Regions from separate parts of the Mus musculus genome. Here region 1 is linked to region 2. A link is a contact called in public targeted proximity ligation data. All regions are on one chromosome and are shown on one strand. The core of a region is the stretch at or near the end of the contact, and the rest is flanking DNA. Distances in the headings are between cores, read along the strand shown.

Region 1 (5,695 bases), core at 2,411-4,910, 180 kb after region 2:
TTTGTGGCATGGCCTTGTCCTACTTTGTATCATGGTCAGTGGTTAAGGACAGTGGTGAGGACAGAGGAAGGGAAGAGAGCACCCATCAGGATAGATGTGCTGAGTTCCAAATGACATCAAGCTTCCTGGGATAGTGGGGCACAAGAAATGAAAGGAAATAAGTGTAAGTGGAGTTTTCGTCCCCCAGGCAGACAGGAGTCACGGGAAAGCGAGGGCCTCAGATACTCAGATGTGGAGCACATCTGAGCTAAATTAGACTTAGTGCTCTTAGAATTAACACCACATGGAAGGGCAAAGGGCCCTGAGGAAGATGGCCTGACCAGGATAATGTTGAGTCGTTTTTAAATCCTGGCTGCAGACTGCAACCATTTTTGGATGCTTAAACTATACAAAGAACAGAGCTATACTTTGGTCCTACTAAACCAGGAGAAGCAAGTTAGAGGCAGGTCTTGTGTTGGTTTGAAGTTCTCCAGACAATTCTAATGGACAGCCAAAGGTTGAGAGCTGTCGATCAAACAATAGTTATAAACACTTCCTGTTCATATTCCAATGAAGGCAAAGGAAAAGTAGAAATGTACTGAGGATTTATGTAGGCAAGAAAGCCTGGACCTTCTCCAAAATGCTAAACACAGAGGGAAGACTTTTTACCATAGACTCTTATGGTGGAGTACAGTTAGAGTCTTTTCAAATGGGTGACATGGAACACCAAGGCATGGAAGTCATTAGAACTCCCATTGGAAAAGGACTTCCCAGGCCTGGGAGGTGACTCAGTGGGCAGATTGTGTCTGCCATCAAGCCTAATGGCTTGAGTTGGATCCCTGGGACTCATATGGTAAAAGATTCCCAGAAGTTGGCTTCTGAACTCTGCACGTGTCTCTGACCTCCATATGTATACCATGGCATATGAATGCGCACACACACACACACACACACACACACACACACACACACACCACAAAATAAATAAACAAATGATGTAATAAGAAAAAGAAAAGCAATTCCCTTTTAAGGTCCTTCTCAATTCTTCTGGTTGTCTTTGCCTGGTAACATGAGGGTTTCACACTTTTTAACCTACAGACCGGACATCATAAGCTGAGAGCCACCCCCTCCCATCATGTGTGCTTGGAAATAAAGTTGTGACACTCAGTCTACCCAGTTATGTCTGGTCCATGGCTACTTCTGTATGATAACAGGATGTAAGTAATTTCATACTGGCCCCCAAGGCCTCAGATATTTACCGTGTCAATTTCTATTCTGTCCATGCAAACTATTTTCCTCTCTCACTTTAAAATCCGAGAGCAGGTGCCAGGATCAGAGCCTTTAGCGGGCGACAGCAGACTTAGAATTTGATACTGTTTTCTGTTTTCACCTTCTTGCATATACACTGATACTAGTTCACCGTTCATGGTGCTAATCTGGAGTTTCCTCTTAAGATAAGTTCACTGATGCAAAAAAATATATATATAACCAAACAGATTTAAAGATGGTGATTAGAACAGTTAGAAGATCGGGTGACATGTGCATCCTGCCAACATCACAAAGGTTGTATTTAAGCTTGAACCTTAGGATGCTGTTTCTAATACTGTCCTTTCCCAGGTAAAGAAACTACAGTCTAGTGATTAAGTCACCTGCCTCTGGTCACCACTTACTCATGGAAGAGATCCCTGTCCCTGTTAGAATAATGATCTCCTGTCTCTAAGTAGCTAGTCATTTGTACACAAATTATTGCAGTTAAAGTTCATGGAATCAGAGCCAGAAAATATCCTCAGGACATCTCCACCGACACGGGTAGTAGAGACTGACAGACAACCTGAAACAATCGGGGCCATTTGCATTTTAAGCACATGTTGGTTTCATTAAGTTGATTGTTTCTTGGTCATGGTTTCCTATGGCTAATCAATCTGATGAAAAGCTTTGTTTTATTTAATAAAATGCACTTAAGTGTGTGGATGGCAAACACAAATGCTAAGACTACTAAATGGAAAGATATATATATATATATATTCATTCTGTTGGGCACATTTAAGTACAGTTTGAATCTTCCAGGAATATTTGGTATTCTACTCTGTGATTATAACTTTATTTCCACTGGGATTCTCATTGATCACACCAGCCAAGTGCAGAGCTTTCCCCAGTCTCGGTGCTCTTGCCATTGGTACCCATGACATTTATTATCTTGGGACGGATCAGAGAGTTCTGGGGAGTGGGTATGGCAGCCAGAGCTCTGTCCATGTAGGGGTGTTGGAAGTGTGACAGAGCCGTGTGTTGCCATGGCTCCGGCTTTCGGGATGCAGTTTTGAAGTGGCACTATGATTATTAAGTGATGATTTCCAGCATGTGTGTAAGTACATCATAGGTGACGCGGTCCTCCTATGACTCCAGGGCTGGAGCAATCCAAGGAGGTACATGAGCTGGAACTGGCAAGCTCCGGGTTTACTTGTGCCTCTACTGCACAGGGTGGAGAGCATTTGAGGAGAAGCCCTGATGTTAGCTCCAACCTCCACACACGTGCATGTACACACATATACCACACACACACACTACACACTCAAACACATGCAAAAGAGAAAGAAGAAAAGAAAAAGACATCCACTTGGATCAGAACCTGACATGCAGATTTACATATACTGACTGCTTTGATAAATGAGTAAAACTTATATTAGAAATAACCTTTCTTTTACATCTATTCTATATGTTGGTACCATTTTTTTTAATTGATTTTTTTTTTTTTGAGACAGAGCCTCTCTGTGTAGTTGGCTGTCCTAAAAATCACCATGTAGACCAGGCTGGCCTCAAACTCACAAATCCTCCTGTCTCTGCCTTCTGGTTGCTGGGATTAAATGGGTGCATTTTTGGTACCTTTTAATGCCAATTGGCATAGTTAGGATATTTTCTATAGAGACAAGTGTTCTTAGGTTGTATGTGTTGATGTGACATTTATCTATCAAAGGTGACTGTGGACTCAGCCAGAGGCAAGGAAGCCTGACCTAAGACTTCAACAGCCAGCACCTTGAAGCGGTAGGTATTGTTCACTGTCCCTGAGGTGGCAGTAAATATTCAGATGTGTGGCCACTGAGCAGGGATATAGCCAGGCAGCCTTCAGTGGGTTCCAGCCAAGCAGAAGAGGTGTGTAAATGACTCATGAGTGATCACAGCAGTATCTTTCCCTACAGTGTCACTCTTCTCAGGACACCTATAGCCTAGCAGTCAGCTATGTCACTGGCTGTGCAGGGAGGTCTCCCTCCCCTGGCCACCATAAATCACTAACACAGAAAAACTGCTGCCTCTCAGGGCTGCTGATGCCCTCCTCAGGAGGCCAAGGGTCAATGTGAAGGGGGAAGGCAACAGATGAGACGTAGGTGCAGGTCTGGAGAGCTGAAGGCTTTATGGGGACATCTGCCCATGGTCTCGCTCTCCCATAGGTGTGTGATAAATGCACTGGATCTTAACTAACCAGGAGTGATTTCTCCTTCTGGGAAATATTGCCTGGAAACATTTACTCTTATAGCCAAGGATAGAAGCCATGGATTACTAAACACCCTTCAGCACATAGAAAACCCCTCATGACAAAGCGCTACCTGAGCCCTAATGTCAATAGTACCAAGGCCCTACGTGCCCAGGGTCTAGACAGCCTGTGCATTTCATGATGTCGTCAACACATTCCTTTAGAAGGTGGTGTGAGGCTGAGTTTCTAGTGGTGAGCCGGCGCGTGGGTTCTGACCAAGGCAAAGATCTCCAGGCACTAAAAGAAATAACTGGGCTTCCATAAAAGGGAGGATTAAAAGCAGGCTGTGCCTTTCTGAGCATAAATCTGAACGATGAGTAATAGGATACAGTAATGTGGAAATAAAAAAAAAATGGAGCTGAGTACAGACCCTGAGCGAGAAGCTGAGTGAGATAGAACCTGTTGCCTCCGGTTCTGTTGTCTGCATCCTGACATTGAGGACACCACAGCCGGCATGGCAGGGTGTCACAGCTATGTGACAGCTCTCATTTGGCCCATATTAGGGTCTTTTAGTGCTATGTTGGGCCCAAGAACATGGAGTGTCTAATTTAATACAATGGTTCTCAACCTTCTTAATGCTGCAAACCTTTATTACAGTTCTTCAGCTTATGGTGACCCCCAACCATAAAGTTATCCTTGTTGGGGGCTGGTGAGATGAATCAGCAGTTAAGAACACTGACTGCTCTTCCAGAGGTCTTGAGTTCAGTTCCCAGCAACCACATGGCGGCTCACAACCATCTATAATGGGATCCAAGGCCCTCTTCTGGTGTGTCTGAAGACAGCTACTGTGTACACATATACATAAAATAATTAATTCTTTAAAAAGTTATTTTTATTGCTGCTCCATAACCGTGATTTTGCTACTGTTATGAATTGTAGTGTAAATATCTAGGTTTTCCAGTGGTCTTAGGTGACTCTGTGAAAAGGTCACTCGACCCCCCCAAGGGGTCGAGACCCACAGGTTGAGAACTGCTGGTCTGTTAAAAAAGGGAAATAGCATTAATTATCGGGAAACAAAATTTGTGTTATAGAGAAAATGAAAGTTCTAGTCAAGGGTTGTCCACAGAGTGCTCTGGTAGCCAGAGACCTTGGAAGAGCATGAAGCTTCCAGGTATCCAGTTACCACTGTACTGCACCAAGCATTGAGGGCATGGTGGCTGCTGGGAGATGAAGGGAATTTCTCAGTGGTGACAGCAGCCATGTCTTCAGGGCGTTAAGACAAATGAAGCATGTTTTCATTAGAAAAGAATGATCCATTTCCTTCTTATATTGCCAAAGGCTGTCTTTAGCCAAGTCACCCAGGGTGAAAACTTGGGATTCATTTCCTATCAGAATATGTATGTATGTATGTATGTATGTATGTATGTATGTATGTATGTATGTATATGGTGTATTCTAGAAATCTCCAGGATCAAAGATAAGTGAGCAGACAGAATTGAAGAAAGAAAATACTGGGGCCGGGTCAAATGATTGTGGTGTCTGTTACACATGCTGTACAGTGAGACCTAAACAACAGAGTGTGGACATGTTCGGATTCGCTAGAAAGGAAGCAAGGCGAAACATCTGAATGCTCTTCAGCGAAACAATGAGAGTTATTCTTCCCCTGGTAAGAGACTTTAATGTGCATTGGCTCCAAGCCTAGTAATTCTTTTCTTTAAAATTCCCCTTTGTGTTTTTAACCACCCCCGACACTATAACTACCCAGATTCCACTCCCGTGTCTGTTCTTCAAGTCTTTATTATCCCCTAGTCATCTGAAAGTTACTATGAGTGATGGGGGGCATCAGACATGATATCAGTGAAAACCACAGTTTGAAGAAATCAGCGACGGTAAGGCAATGGCTCTGTTCCCAAAGGCTCAGTAAGCACTCCTGGGCACTGAACTCTCTCTCCATCCCTCTCTGGTATTTTATACATGAATGGTGAAAGAAGATAACGTACAGCCTTTGGGTCCATTGGCTTTGCTTCTTCAGATTCAAGCAACCACAGATAACTAACTATCTGGAAAATAATTGCATCTGTCCAGCACATGTAGAGTTTTTTTTTAATCATCTTTCATTTGGGAACAGTAGAGTGAAATATCCATTTACATTGCATATATAATGCAGTGCTATAGAGCCACTAGTCTAGACATGATTTAGTGTCTAGGATGTGCATATGTTACATAAAAAATGTTAAGCAGTTTTATATG
Region 2 (5,824 bases), core at 668-3,167:
AGGCAGATGCTCAGAGTGAAAGACAAATGGGGGTAATTCAAAACCAGGAGTCAGGCTGAATATTTAATTGCTTTCCTTTTTTTCTTCTATATATAAAGGGTTTGGGCTTCAGCCAGGGCTGATCCATTGTATTTGGCCCACTTCAGAAAGGAGAGCTGACACTATTCCAAAGGGAACAGAACCTCTCATGACCTGTGAACACCAGAGCTCTGCATAATCACCCCAAGGGGATCTGTTCTTGTCCTGACCTGAACCTCTGTCCACTGGCACCGACTGCTCTCAGGACACATTCGGGTTCATGTTTGGTGACCATGTGCATGTCCCAAGGAAGGGATGAGTCTTTTTTAGACAGTACCTGCTTCTCATGTTCAAGAAACTTGCCTGATTAGTAGACTCCTTTGCTGCAGGTACCTTTTTTTTTTAATAGAAAGATGCTAAGGAAGAGAAACAGGGTGTATAGTGAGTCTACCTCTCTCTCCTCAGAGGCTCAAAGGAGAATCCTAGTATCTGTCAGCTTTGATACAATTCTTTTGAAAGCTTTATGTGTGTCAGTATACCACGTTTGTGCCTTGTGCTAATGGAGGCCAAAAGAGGACATTGGATCCCCTGGAACTGGAGTTACAGACAGTTGTGAGCCACCGTATGGATGTCAGAACTAAGCCTGGGTCCTCTAGAAGCAGCAAGTACTCTTACTGGCTAAGTTATCTCAACCAGCCCATGCAATAGAGTCTTGATTTGATAAATTCTTAGCTCTGTGATTAAGGGCATGCCACTAAATGCATTTTGCTATCTGGGTTCTTCATTTCTATGAATAATATTCAGGGTCTTTGAGGTGGTGAGCTTTCAATGAAAGAGTATGCACAGAACCCCTACCCAAGGGCCTGGTGTTAATTAGATGCCAGGTAAGTTTGGTTTGTTTGACAAGGGCCTATGCTAATTTCTACTACTTCCATTATTGCCAAACAAAAAGAAAAGAAATTATAATACCGTATTGGTATTATGTATATACTATATTGGATACTGGAATCAAGGCAGAAGAGGGAAGAAACAGAACAATCTAAAACTCTGCACTACAAAACCACAACTGAATGGGAACATAAGAACTGAACACAAAAGCCGGATTTCAGGGGATTCGCTTTGGACCCATGCCCTACATCAGCGGTTCTCAACCCATGGGTGATGACCCTGTGGCAACCCTCTATCTCCAAAAATGTTTACATTACAATTCATAACAGTAACAAAATTACAGTTAGGAAGTAGCAACGAAAATAATTCTATGGGTTGAGGGTCACCACAAGATGAGGAATTGTATTAAAGGTTTGCAGCATTATGAGGGTGGAGAACCATGGCCCTAGGTGGTTTAGAGCACCTCCGTGTCCCAGGCCCTTATTTAAAACATTTGTCCTTATTGAGCCCTTTGGGCCCTTGTCAAACACAGACAGACCTAGTTCCTGGAACATAATTTTACTTTAAATTGGAAACAAAAAGTTCTAAGCCTTGAATGCCCTCATGCTAGATGTGGTATCTTTTACATGGGCATGGGGTGGTGTGTCCTCCTGACTTGGAGGACGAGGAGGAGGAGGAGGAGGAGACACTGCTGTATTGTGCTTAGTGCTGGAGACCTAAACTTAGAAGTCAGGAGCTGACAAGAGTGATGCTGACAGGGTAGACATCAAAACACGCCCGGGGATGTGGGGTGGGTGGGGTGGGGGAGGCTCTGTCCATGCATAGTGACCGCAGGGCTCTGTGCCCGCCTAGTTCAGTTCTGCCACCAATCAGCACATGACAGTGGAAAAAGAACACGAACCTTTCATTTTCTCCCTGAGCAACAGCAGCAGGCTCTAGAAGGCCAGGCCAATGGTTTATTAATGCCCAGAGCCTCACATGACTAGCATAAAGCGAGATGAAAGAAAACAAAAGCCTGGCAGTCTGGAGCCTACTCCTGCAGGGCAGGCGGCTGAGCACCATGACTCATCCTTGGGTAGGAGCTGAGGCAGGGGCCAGCCTTCGATCAGCCAGAAATGCATCTAAAACGTGGGTGCCATGTGACCACTGCTCCCCAGAGTGTCAGTCTTAATCCCATCTCAAAGGGCACCCATCACAAGGGAAAAAAAAAAAAAGATAAAAAGCCTCTGCAACAGGCCCTGACTGTGCATCAAAGAAAGCTCTGCGGGCTCTGTTTAGGAGCAGCAAAGAGCTCTTTGGGCTGAACTTATTATCTTCGTTACCTGAGGAGGGAGAGGGATAGAGCAGCACACTGGCAAGTGACAGGAGGGTGACATGTAATCTCATCTCTGTTTCACCCTATCTTCAGGGAAAGTCCCCGCTTTCATTGCTAGGCAGCTGTGGGGCCCTGGAACAGGAGAATCGGATTCTCTGTCTGGGTGACCTTTACAACCGTCATTCATTTAGCAAGAATCTCTGTGTCCACTCTGTTGTAGCACTGAGACAGATGACAGGGAAGGGCAGAGCGCGCGATCCCCAGACTCATGGAGTTTACTGTCTAGTCATCTAGCTTGTTGTGGGGTTTCTAAATGTCAATAAAAAGGCTACCTACAGGAAATACAAACCAAACCAGCGACAACAAAAGACTACCTCTAGGACTGTAATGAGAATCAAGTGAGATATTGAGAAAACCAAAACTTACTGTTGCAAACATAAAGTGTTATGATCACTATTAAAATTACTCTTCTCCCCGGTGCCAGTCTCTTAAAGAAGTTTAAGGTTGACAGCTGGAGTAGGCAAACTTTCTACAGGGCCAAATAGGAACTGGGTTTTTGATTTTTTTTTTTTTTTTTTGTTTTGAGGCAGGGTTTCTCTGTGTAATAGCCCTGGATGTCCTGGAACTCACACTGTAGACCAGGCTGGCTCAAACTCAAAGAGATCCCCTTGCTTCTGCCTCCCCTGGGGCTAGGGTTAAAGGAATGCACCACCATACCTGGCCCCCAAGTAGTAACTGCTTCAAGGTTTGTGGGTCATACAGTCTTTACACTGAAAATGACCTGCTGTTGTAGCACAAAAGCAACCCTAGACAATATGAAAATCAATGTGTACACTTGTGTGTAACAATAAAACTTTATTTATAAAAATAAATGCAGGGCCAGATGTGGTCCTGGGGTCCCTTGCAATATATATCATAGAGAGTATAAGTGAAGGTCCCAGAGTCAAACTACTGGCTTCAGTTTTTCCTATCTATAAATTTTGTATAATGATACCACTTCCTTAAGAATTGTTGTGAAGATCAAATAGATCATCAAGCCCTCACAAAGTGCCAGGTACCAAGAACATACTTAGCGTTATCACAGTGTTTTATCATAATACAGAAAAGACAGCTAGGTAAAATTATTGCCAGGCAGAACATAGGGAAGTACTAAGGTAAAATATAGCTTGTTTAAAGACTATATTTCAACTGTATGTGTTGTCAACTGGATGCACTCAGACTTTAACATTCCTCTGACATCGCTATTATATTTGTGGTGCATTTAGTAGCTCTCTGTTGATACACGTCATGACTTGCAGAGATGCTTCAACCATGAAGCCGTATTTTGCTAAAAACGATGGATATTTACTGTGTGCAGAGATGGTGCCACACAGTTCATCTGTCTGGTCTCAATTTTCAATGGACAAAGAGGTTAAGTTTCCCATTTGACAAATGAAGACACTAAGGCTCAGAGCAGTTAAGCTGCAGCAGGAAATCAGTGAGTTAAGACTCAAGTTCAGATATGTCTAACTGAGAATACGTATTTGGAGGATCAATAATTTGCCACATAGGGCCAACTTTTATTCTAACAATTGCAGCAACGTCATGACTTATTATCATCTGCAAAGAATCTGGAAATCTTATATCAACAGTGTGCTATGACTGGTGACCAGCTTCCACGCTGAGGCGAAATAATGTCCAGAACAATATTATGAACATATTTAGGAAGAGGCAATGGTTTTGGGTTACCTAAGGAGTCTACCTCTTACTCCAATACAACTCTACTGCTAAGAACCAGCAGATAATGTCATGTGATATTAACGATGAAGGGCTGAATCTGTCTACCATTTCTGTTGCTAAGAGAGCTGTTTGCCCCAGAGAGTGGATTTGTATCCAGTAATTTGTTTACCAAGAGGACTGAGCCAACTACATCCTTTGCCCTTAGCCACAAGGAAAGGAGTAGAGGAAAATGTCTTGTTTGGAAGTAGCTGTTTGCTGCTGGGCAAATTTTAGCTCAGGTGCCAGTAATTTGTGGCTGTGCTGAAGGAGAGGCAGAGGTGTAGGGGAACAGGGAGTCATGCTCGAGGCTGCCCCTGGGGGCCATGGTGTCATTGTGAGTGGGCAGTGTGGGGATCTGCCATTGCGTGCAGGGTGTCACTGTGCAATGAAGGCATGAAGCTTTTCTACTGGAGGGAGGAGGTGGTGGCGACATGTCCAAACCACATCCTGCCCTTCAGCCCCGGCTCATGCTGGTTTTGGAGATGATGGATTTGGAGAAAAGTCTAGTTGCACGCTGTTACCCCAACAGCGAGCGAAACTATGTAGCAAATCTCGGGCATATCACGCAGAGTTTGGTGTGATGTTTGGAGAGTCACTCGGCAAAAGCAATTTCCCTCCTATCATTCTTTACTGAAAAACAGGTTTCCTCTGCAATTCATCTGTATAGCACTTACATTTATTAACACACACACACACACACACACACACACACACACACACACACACACACACATCATATGGGAGTAGACATGAAAGAATACCATGCGAGAGTTGGTTTGGTTCATTTTTACCTATATGTCGGCTCCCGAACTGGATTCATCAGGCTTGGTGACAAGTGCCTTACCAGCTGAACCATCTTGCTAGCCTAGCACTCATGTTTTAAACAATATGTCACTTCCCTACTCAAAATCCTCAGATGCCTTTCCTCTGCATGTGGGAAAATCCCCAGGTTCCTTTTCACCACTGACAAGGTCCCCCTGGACCTACGTCCTGCCCTTCTCCAGCCTTTTTGTACAGTGGCCCCTGAGTTCATTCTGTCCCTGCTGTACAGCCCACCTGCATTCCTTGGTCAGGTGAAGTTCCTTCCCAGTGGTGGGGTTTGTCTCTTGCATATCTTTACATGCTTGGCTCTATCTCATCCCCCAGGTCTTAGTTCAAATGATGCCCAGATGCAGCTCAGAGAAATCACCCCAAACAACTTACATGAAAAGCAACCCTCCTCACCCTTCACTGTTGCTTAATGCACAGCTTCCATGACCTTCACATAATTGCTGCTTGTCCAATCAGAAGCTCTCCCTCAAAACCCAGGGACCCAGGTTTACTATTTCACCCCTGCCTACTTCATGCCTGTCACTCCACATGTACTTGGATTAATACACACACACACACACACACACACACACACACACACACACACACACACATTTGTCTTTGAGAGTCAAAGAGTATTATTTCTGGAAGGGATTTGGAAAGAGTTGACCTGAATGCTTTGCTGCTTGGGATCAAATCCTTCATGAGAGTCAAATGACATGACTCTAGATAGCATGAACTTCCAGGTTAGAGGTCACCCAGTGTCCGAGTGGTCCTCCAGGGGCTGCACAGAGGACTAAAGAGGAAGTCACTTACTCAAACACTCGCTGAAGGGCAAGCAAGCCCCACCTCTACAGGGATGCTGACAATCAAGCCTTCAGAAGTATTGGTAAAAATAGCACCTTCTGCTTCCTGTCAGTTTAAAAGATCAAATCCAAATGGAGGTTGACCATGTATATCCTCTCTCTCTTTCTTTCTTGAGATATTGTTAGGACTATATAAGAATGTATTTGTGTTTTGACTGAGTGTGGTGGC

Evidence for each region.
Region 1: a contact with region 2 is called in a targeted proximity ligation map of embryonic fibroblasts, with 13 read pairs. A contact is called at or near these places in 1 of 39 promoter capture datasets (liver), 4 of 484 Hi-C or Micro-C datasets (bone marrow-derived macrophages, embryonic fibroblasts, embryonic stem cells and 1 more) and 8 of 130 datasets of targeted methods (the NIH/3T3 cell line, SST interneurons, bone marrow-derived dendritic cells and 4 more).

What each region holds. Positions count from the first base shown.
Region 1 is chr15:58,375,486-58,381,180 of GRCm38.p6, forward strand. The region is part of intron 1 of Anxa13 (annexin A13); the gene reads right to left. Among named protein-coding and RNA genes, the nearest start is that of Anxa13, 11 kb to the right of the region's middle.
Region 2 is chr15:58,192,609-58,198,432 of GRCm38.p6, forward strand. The region is part of intron 4 of Fbxo32 (F-box protein 32); the gene reads right to left. Among named protein-coding and RNA genes, the nearest start is that of Fbxo32, 19 kb to the right of the region's middle.